Linked DNA regions of Mus musculus: region 1 is linked to region 2. A link is a contact called in public HiChIP or PLAC-seq data. All regions are on one chromosome and are shown on one strand. The core of a region is the stretch at or near the end of the contact, and the rest is flanking DNA. Distances in the headings are between cores, read along the strand shown. Region 1 holds the start of D230025D16Rik (RIKEN cDNA D230025D16 gene). Region 2 holds the start of Bean1 (brain expressed, associated with Nedd4, 1).

What was found. HiChIP or PLAC-seq counts read pairs in DNA pulled down with a chosen protein or histone mark.
Region 1: a contact with region 2 is called in an H3K27ac HiChIP or PLAC-seq map of microglia, with 10 times the contacts expected there. The contact joins the promoter of D230025D16Rik here to the promoter of Bean1 in region 2. A contact is called at or near these places in 1 of 39 promoter capture datasets (pre-B cells) and 1 of 115 datasets of contacts at active chromatin or transcription factors (microglia).

What each region holds. Positions count from the first base shown.
Region 1 is chr8:105,222,386-105,226,670 of GRCm38.p6, forward strand. D230025D16Rik (RIKEN cDNA D230025D16 gene) reads left to right here and starts at 2,802. Exons shown (of 16, transcript NM_145604.3): 1 at 2,802-3,101. The coding sequence starts at 3,038.
Region 2 is chr8:104,168,143-104,172,173 of GRCm38.p6, forward strand. Bean1 (brain expressed, associated with Nedd4, 1) reads left to right here and starts at 2,371. Exons shown (of 5, transcript NM_001141924.1): 1 at 2,371-2,862.

The DNA of each region.
Region 1 (4,285 bases), core at 1,552-4,051, 1.1 Mb after region 2:
TGGGGACTGAACGTAGGTCATCTCTACAGCCCCAGGGTTGACTCGCCTCTTCCTCTCCTCCTATGTGCACACAGTAACTCCTGTCAATTCCATCAAGTAATTTGTAAATTACATTTAAAAATGTTTTCATATAAGCCAGACACAAAAGCGCGCAGACCCACTAACAGATCTGTGAGGTAGGTGCATGGTTGTTTTACAAACAGATAACAGGCCTGAAGAAATGAACTAATTTGCCCAAGATACGGAGCTAAGGTAGAACTGGGATTTATCAGTCCATCTGTTTTGCTATTAATTAGCTGCTGTTCTCTGAGGCTGCCCTCAAAATCCAATTTGTAGGATACCAGGATTATTTATCTTCCTGAACACAGTCTTCATTGATTACTTTCTCATATTTTTGAACATCCCTTATTTTAGGAAAATTGTCATTTAAAGGCATCCTCTGGAATTAAGCTTCTTCGCTAATATTCATTGAGTGGTTTGTTTGTTTGTTTGTTTGTTTGTTTGTTTGTTTGTTCATGACTTTGTTTTTGTTTTGAGACAGGATCTCTAGGTAGCCTTGGATCTCCTGAAACTCACTATGTAGATCAGGCTAGCCTGGAATTTGCTTCTGTTGCTTCTGCCAATAGCTTTTCGGCTATTCAAAGCTTCTTATTTTGTTTTGTTTGTTTGTTTTGTTTTTGTTTATGGAGACAGGGTTTCTCTGTATAACCTGGCTTTCCTGGAACTCACTTTGTAGACCAGACAGGCCTCAAACTCAGAAATCTGCCTGCCTCTTCCTCCCGAGTGCTGGGATTAAAGGAGTGCACCGCCATACCCAGCTCAAAGCTTCTTTTACTTAGGACAAAATTTGAATGGGTCACATTTAAATAAGCAAAGATAACATCCTGAATTCACAGAAATCACTACACACTACACCAACTGGGAGTCTCCTAGGAGTTGCTTCAATATTATTCCCAGTTTTGTGGCTTATCCAAACTTTAAAAATCGTTTTTCTTCCTATTTAGAAGCCTGGGACTTTGTCTTTCTTTTCCTGAGATTCCGCTCAGCCTACCGCATCCCTATTCAGAACCCAGACCCTTTCCCCTCCTCATAAATAAAAGCTAGTGTTTGGTGCTTGCTTGCTTGGTTATTGTTAGCATATAACTATTCCTACTCTGCTTTGCATTAGAATTCAATTTAGAAAGTTGGTGGGGGAAGGGTCCACCTTCTTTTGTTTTGTTTTGAGCCAGCGTCTACTTTATCTCAAGTTGGCCTTGAACTCATTTTGTAGCCCAGCATGGCCTTGAACGTTTTTTTTTTTAAGTTATGCTTGTTTTTATGTGTATGGGTACACCACAGCTGTCTTCAGACACCCCAGAAGAGGGCATCAGATCCCATTACAGATGGTTGTGAGCCACCATGTCGTTGCTGGGAATTGAACTCAGGACCTCTGGAAGAGCACTGACTTCTCTAAACAGCTGAGCCATCTCTCCAGCCCGACCTTGAACTTCTTTTTTTGTTTGTTTGTTTTTTGTTTTTTGTTTTTCGAGACAGGGTTTCTCTGTATAGCCCTGGCTGTCCTGAGCTCACTTTGTAGACCAGGCTGGCCTAACCTTGAACTTCTTTACTGCCTCACTCCCAACTGCTGGGATTCCAAGCAGGCACAAATCAGCACACCCAGCCTCTAAACATAGCTAGCTACACACGTCAGCGTTTCTGCAGCCACTTTCCCACTGGACAGACAGCCCAGTGACCCAGTTGTTTTGGCGTGCAGCAATGCTTCTCAAAGACGTTCTACTATTTTTATTTTATTTTGTTTAATCCCATAGCACTGACTTGAAATTTTGTGACGTATCCACTGTTAGGCTTCTTTATAGCCAGTTTGAGTATTTAGTCTGTCACTTAGTTCCCTGCTAAATACTACCCTTAGGAAACATAATGGGAATCGAGCTTTGCTGCCTAGGATCAAGGAAGCTTGGGTAAAGTCTTTACCCTCCTTGTGCCTCATTTATTCGTCTATAAAATGAGACTGAGGGTGTGAGGTCTTGTCATCAAAAGAGGCCTCAGCTGCCTTTTAATTTTAGGGTGCCCTAGAGCAAGCAAGCCGAAAATTCTGGCTGAATAACTAGAGGAGCCCCTCTTCTACTCACTGGAAACGGAGGCACAGAACACTTAAGAGCTTTAGTCACTACCATAAAGCATTGGCAAGCAGCAATGGTGACTCCAGGCGGAGCTGCAGGAGGCAGCCTCTGTGCTTAGAAAGTATTCCCTAGGTTGAGCATTTCTGGAAATGAGACCTGGCCCGGAACTCTTCAGCCTTCTAACTCAAATCCTCTCGCTCTAACCCTTGCCAACGGACTCATACATCCTCGACTCTGAGGTGGACCCTGCTCAGAGACCACTGGGTCCAAGGAGAGTAGGTTTCTGAACAATTTAGGCAGTGGCAGCCAGCGTCAGTACGTGACAAGCTTGATAATGGTCCGCGGGGCCGTGAGTCTCTGGGACTGGGTCCTTCCTGTCCGTTTTGTTCCTAGTGCAGATTAGTGGGACAAGTGTGCAGACGGAAGACTTTATTTTTGTGTGACATGTTTCCCGCCTTGTGCCTTTTCTTGCGTAGGCATATATGGTGCGCTGTGCAGTTTCAGGACCTCTGGAATGTGGCCCCTAAGTTCTAAAGCAGCTGCTCTTCCCTCCAGCTCTACCCGCGCGGGTCTGGCCTCTGATCCAGAGTTTGCGCGTGCGCGACTCCGCCTCAAGCCCCGCCTTCATGATTTAGCCCCGCCTTTGCCACGCTTTACGGCCCGGCACGCCACTTTTGCTGCAGTTGCTCTGGGCGCTGCTGTTGCTACAGCCTCTCCTGCCGGGGCTGCTGCCCGGGAGGTTGAAGGGAGGTGAAGTGTGTTGTTGTGTTCGTGCTGCCGTCGCCGCCCGGAACCGAGTGGAGAGCCGGACGTCCGCGGGCTGGCGAGAGCGACCAGTCAGCAGCTGCGTGCTCTCCTCAGGCCGGGTCCTGTCTGCGCTGCCGCAGGGAGGCCGCCCGGCCCAGCGAACCGACCCAATGCTGGACCTGGAGGTGGTGCCTGAACGCTCTCTGGGGAACGAGCAATGGGAATTCACTCTGGGTGAGTGTGGGGTCTTTTGGGATCCTGTTGGCTGGCCCTTAATTCTCCCTAGTCCCTTCCGCTTCTGGTTCCTGCCCCAGATGCCCCTGCGCCCGCGGTTCTTCGCCTTTTCTCACCCTTTAGTCTTTCGGCTCCGGGCTTTAGAATCCCGCTCCTCCCGTCTGTCATAGGATCAGCGATGTCTCAGCAGGGTCCTTCTTTGGACCTCTATGATAGTAATAGCCAGTACACACCAAATACTTAGTGGAGTGGGAAGGTCCTGCTCTTTTGAATTTATCTCTAATACAACTCCCTGAAGTCTGAATATCGATAGTATTATGCCCATTTTGCTGACTCTAATAGTTAAGAACTAGGTAGCACACCTAATCAACACTCTGGTCTCTGATCTGTCTCTCTCTGGTTTTAGGGGAGTGGGGGAAACCTAAGCTCATGCCTCACAATCAGATGGGGGTGGTGGGGGAATGAGCTTGCTTTTCTAAAAGGAACTCTCGACTTGTTTTCTTCTCTTTTGAAATGTACTCTTAACGTGTGGTGTCGCAATACCAGATACCAGAGTTAAAAGTTGAAATTGAGTGAAGTGGAAATTACACATTGGCTTGGTAGACAAATCAGTTAGGTCACTTGGGGAGAGTTGGCCTTCGTATGTGAACAAGAGTATTTGCATTTAGTGACTCCAGTGTGTTTACTTAGTGGCAGCACTAAGCGAAGGGGCTGGGAAAAGGTGTTCCTGCTGCTTGTTTGTGTGGGCCTCAACCTCTGTCTCTCTACTGGGAGCTCTTGGACTGAGTCAGCTGCTCCATTTGTTTATGGCTTATCCTTGAATGTAGACGACTCTGTCTATAGAGACAGCATATTGGAATTACCTAGCTGGGTAGATTGCTGGGGCTTGGTGGCTGCCTGCCTCTTTCTTGCCCATTATAAAAGCCAGTTTCATCAAGGGCTCTTGGTTCTCAGAACTTAGACTGCCTGTTCCTGTAGACTTCTCAAAATTTAATCTGCTATGAACATGTTCCATTCAACCTCATATGAGGCATCAAGAGCGTGGTTGAAAAGCAAATGATGTTTGACTTCTGATTAACATTTTTTTCTCCCCTGGACAACTCCTACCTAGTCTGGACATCCCAGGACTGGTTAAGACCCACAGCTACAGATGGTTTACTGAGACTGTGTATCTCTTTGTTTGA
Region 2 (4,031 bases), core at 1,121-3,620:
CTCCACTTGAAACCGTTGTCTTTGTTAGGGTTTTGCACTGTGAACAGACACCAAGCATGACCAAGGCAACTCTTATAAGGACAACATTTAATTGGGGCTGACTTACAGGTTCATCTTGCAAGCGCTCAACTGGCCAGGAAGAACGACACTGCAACAGGATCCTTCTGCACACGTTTATTGGGAGAGCTTGATTGTAGAGGCGAAAGACCTCGAGCCCAGAACTAGTGCTGCTTTTATAGGCCTAGGAGGGGCGTGTCTCACACCCGGATTGGTTATGTACTAAGCCTCATTTGCATGTTCCTCATCTGATTGGTTATACTCTCAGTACCTTACAGAACCTCATTATCATGCCTGGTTTGCATGTCTCACATCTGATTGGTTATACTCTCAGTACCTTATAGAACCTCATTATCATACCTCATTTGCATGTCTCACATCTGATTGGTTATACTCTCAGTACCTTACAGAACCTCATTATCATGCCTGGGCCAGGCAGTGTCTTTGCAAAAGACTTTACTGCATATGTACACATTGGTTGTTTGTCCAATCTTATGCGTGGTGGCCAGCAGTAGTCAGTGCCACTCAGCAACGGCACATGTGGCTTCCCACAGGTTCAGAGGTCCGGTCCATTATCATAAAGGTGGAAACATGGCAGCATCCAGGGAGGCATGGTGCAGGCTGAGCTGAGAGTTCTACATTTTCATCTGAAGGTAGCTAGTGGAACACTGACTTCCAGGCAGCTACGACAAGGGACTTAAGCTTCCACCGCTCCTCTGCTTCCCCAAGGATTTATCATCAACATGCCCACAGTGACACACCTATTCCAACAAGGCCACTCCCTGGGCCAAGCATATACAAACCATCACACCCCCACTTTTTGTTCGGAGGCACAGGTTTCTCAGACCAGAGATACTCAGATAAAAGGGCATAGAGCAATGAACTCTTTAGGGCTGTGTCTTCCCACTCAAAGTGAGCCATGACCCCACACCCCTAAAACACATAGACACTCAGGCCTGCCAAAGAGTGACCACTCAACAGCTGGAAGATTTGTCTGGATCAACTGATGTCTGTTCATTGAGTCATGGCCAGTCTTGGTGCAGTGGGCAGAGCTGTGGCCTCTAGTCCTAGCTCCCTGGTTTGGACCTATCCTGGTCTTTTGTTTGTCCACAAAATAAATGAAATGTCTGGGTTTGGACAACGGGCCCACCCAAGCCTTTTCTGACCTCGCTGCTCAAACGGCTCAAGCTTCCCCCCCCCCAACCCCCAAAACAGACCCAGTGAGCTGAGATCAACCCCTCTATGTGTTCAGAAGGGAAGCCAGTCAAGGATGCTGAGTCCCAAATGAACGGTTGCCCACAGAGGCTGGGAGGGGCTCTAACCCTGACTCTCCACACCTAGCAAAGCTGAGGTACAAAGCCTTCTGCTTTCTCCTGGAGGCTGTTTTGTCCCCACCTCCCAGTTGGCGCCTGCAGCTGGCTCAAGTCTCTTCCACAAGGTCCCCAGGGCTCCTCTGCTTCCCCAAGGTTTTTATCATCAACATGTTCAACTCTTTGTCATCATGTTTTATTTTCAAGAACTGCCTTCCAGCCAGTGGCAGGCGTCAGAGTTTCAGGTGTCCTTCCTTCTTCAAACCTCAGCTCCCTCATCAATAAAGTAAGGGCTTGGAGAGGGTTGGCAACAACTCAATTTATGGATTCCCTGGTCAGATTTACCAACTGTCACCCTGGACAGACCCCTGCAGTCTCACTAAGATGTATCAGCCCTGAGGGACTCTCCCTGATGAGTAAATGTTCCAAGTGATTCTACCAGTAACTGTAGAGCACACCAGCATATTTAAATGTGCGATAAGCAGAGACCTTGTAATAATAACAGGCCTAGGAATGGGCTGCGGCATGCCAGAGGCCGCAAAGTGGGGTGCATACAGGGAAGGAGCTGGAGCCCAGGTCCCTCCCCTGAGCCAGGCATCTTCCAAGGTAGGCTTGCATCTGCCAAGACTGAGCACCAGGACAGAGGGCATCAGGTGGGCAAGGGAAGAAGAAAATAAGCCTGCTGATAGCTCAAATTGAAGGCCTTGGTCAAGCCTACGTGAAGAGAATTCGAACAGCTGGGAACCAGTGGCCTTGACGGGCTCCTCTGCCCAAACCAAAGGCCAGCAGCAGCCTGTGTCCCTTCTGCTGCCTCTACCCTGCCTTCTGCCCTTAGCTCTTGCCTCTGTCCAACCTTTCTGGCTGTCCATCTCTGACATATGGTTGGTTCACCCTTCTCTGCACGTGTCTGTCTGTCCACCCTTCACAAGTCCTCCTGGTGTGCCGGCCTCCCTACATCCCTCGGCCTCCCCGCCGCCCTGCCCCGCCCGCCCGCCTGCCCGCTGCCCGACGCTGTGTGGGTGTCGGGCTGGCTGTGCGCAGAGGGGCGCGGCTCGCCGCTCCCACCTCCTCCGCGTCCCCATCTCAGCAATGACCCGGGCCGTGGCGCCACCGAGCTGAGACCGGGGAGCCGCGCCGCCGCCGAGGAGGGCCCAAGAGGGTGACGGTGGAACGAGCGGCGGCGCGGGGACCGCGACGGAGGGACGGGCGGGGCTGCTGTTCCTGCTGCAGGGCAGGGCAGGGCAGGGCAGGGCCCCGGAGACCGCCGGCGGCTGTTTGCCCGCGGATCGAGGGCGCGGGTCCGTTCTGCCCGGCCCCGCCGGTGCGCCCCGCCCCTGCACGCACAGCAGGCCCAGGCGAAGCGGCTGGGACGCCCCAGCCCAGCCGGAGCGCCACGGCATCCGAGCGGGAGCCGGAGCCCGAGCGGGACCGGAGCTGGAGCCGAAGCTGGAGCCGGCACTGCGGCGCACGGAGCGGAGCGCCGCAGCCAAGCCGAGTAAGGGGCGCGGGGCGCGGGGAGGGCCGCAGACGGGGGTACCGCTGCTTATGCACGCAGCTGGGGACGCGCTGGGCGGCGGGGGACGTGGTCCCGAGCGGAACCTCAGCGCGCGAGGAACTGAGCGGTTTGCCCGAGACTCCTGCGGTTCCTGATCCCGCATCCTCCCCACACCCGAGAGGGTCACCGGGACCCGCGAATCCCCGGGGAAACGCGAGGAATCCGAGGTCTGCCTGAGTCTCAGACGAGTATCCTCCCGGGATGCAAGCCCATGACAGGGTCCCCAGCCCTGTGCCCTCGGTTTGGAGGGTCGCTGACCAGTCCACTCAAGAAAAGATACTAGGGCACACTCTTGTCTGGGGTGAGAGGAGAGGGACTGGGGTTTTACAGAGTTTGAGCCTGAACCCTCTCCCACCACCTTAAGCCAGGAAGTTTGACAATTCAACGGCCCAGTCACTTGGACCATGCCTCATTTTGTCTTACCTAGGATAGAAAGAGCATCCTTGCCGCTCCCCCCACCTACCCTCTCCCTTCATAAGGAAGACTTTCCTGTGCAGTCCCTTGCAAAGGACCCGAAGCTGAATCCGAGGTGGCAGTTCCTCTGACTACGCAGCACTAAGTGGTACCTGCCACTCTCCCCTTCCCAAGCTCGGCAATGCCCACCCTTGCCCCCCCCCCCGCTTCCTCCTTTCCTGGTTGTCCTTCGGGCTCTGTAGTCTAGGGACAGGTGCGTAGTATCGACCCTGGGCTACGTTTCTCAGCCACCCCTGTGCCAGCATGGGCAGCCAAACCCAGCCTGGGAAGGGACGAGCACAAGTGACATACTAGAGAATCGGGGAACTCTAAGAGTCCAAGTGCACCTGAGGGCCAACAGACGGCCCTCTAGACTCTCCTCAGTGATAAGGACTGCTTACTAGATGACTTCACCACTGAGTGACTCAGTTTCCCTCTTTGAAACGTATGCATGATTCTGTTTAGTAGACTGTGCAGGGTCTTTGGAGCCATGAGACACTCTTTTAGCTGATTTCCCAGCTGTGTGACCTTAGGCAAGACACTTGACTTCTCTGAGCCTCAGTTTCCTTCACCTAAAAATGTATGGAAGATCGTTAGACGAGTCTTCTGCGGAACCTGACACACGTCTATCCATTGACTGCATTTGGCCACAGGTG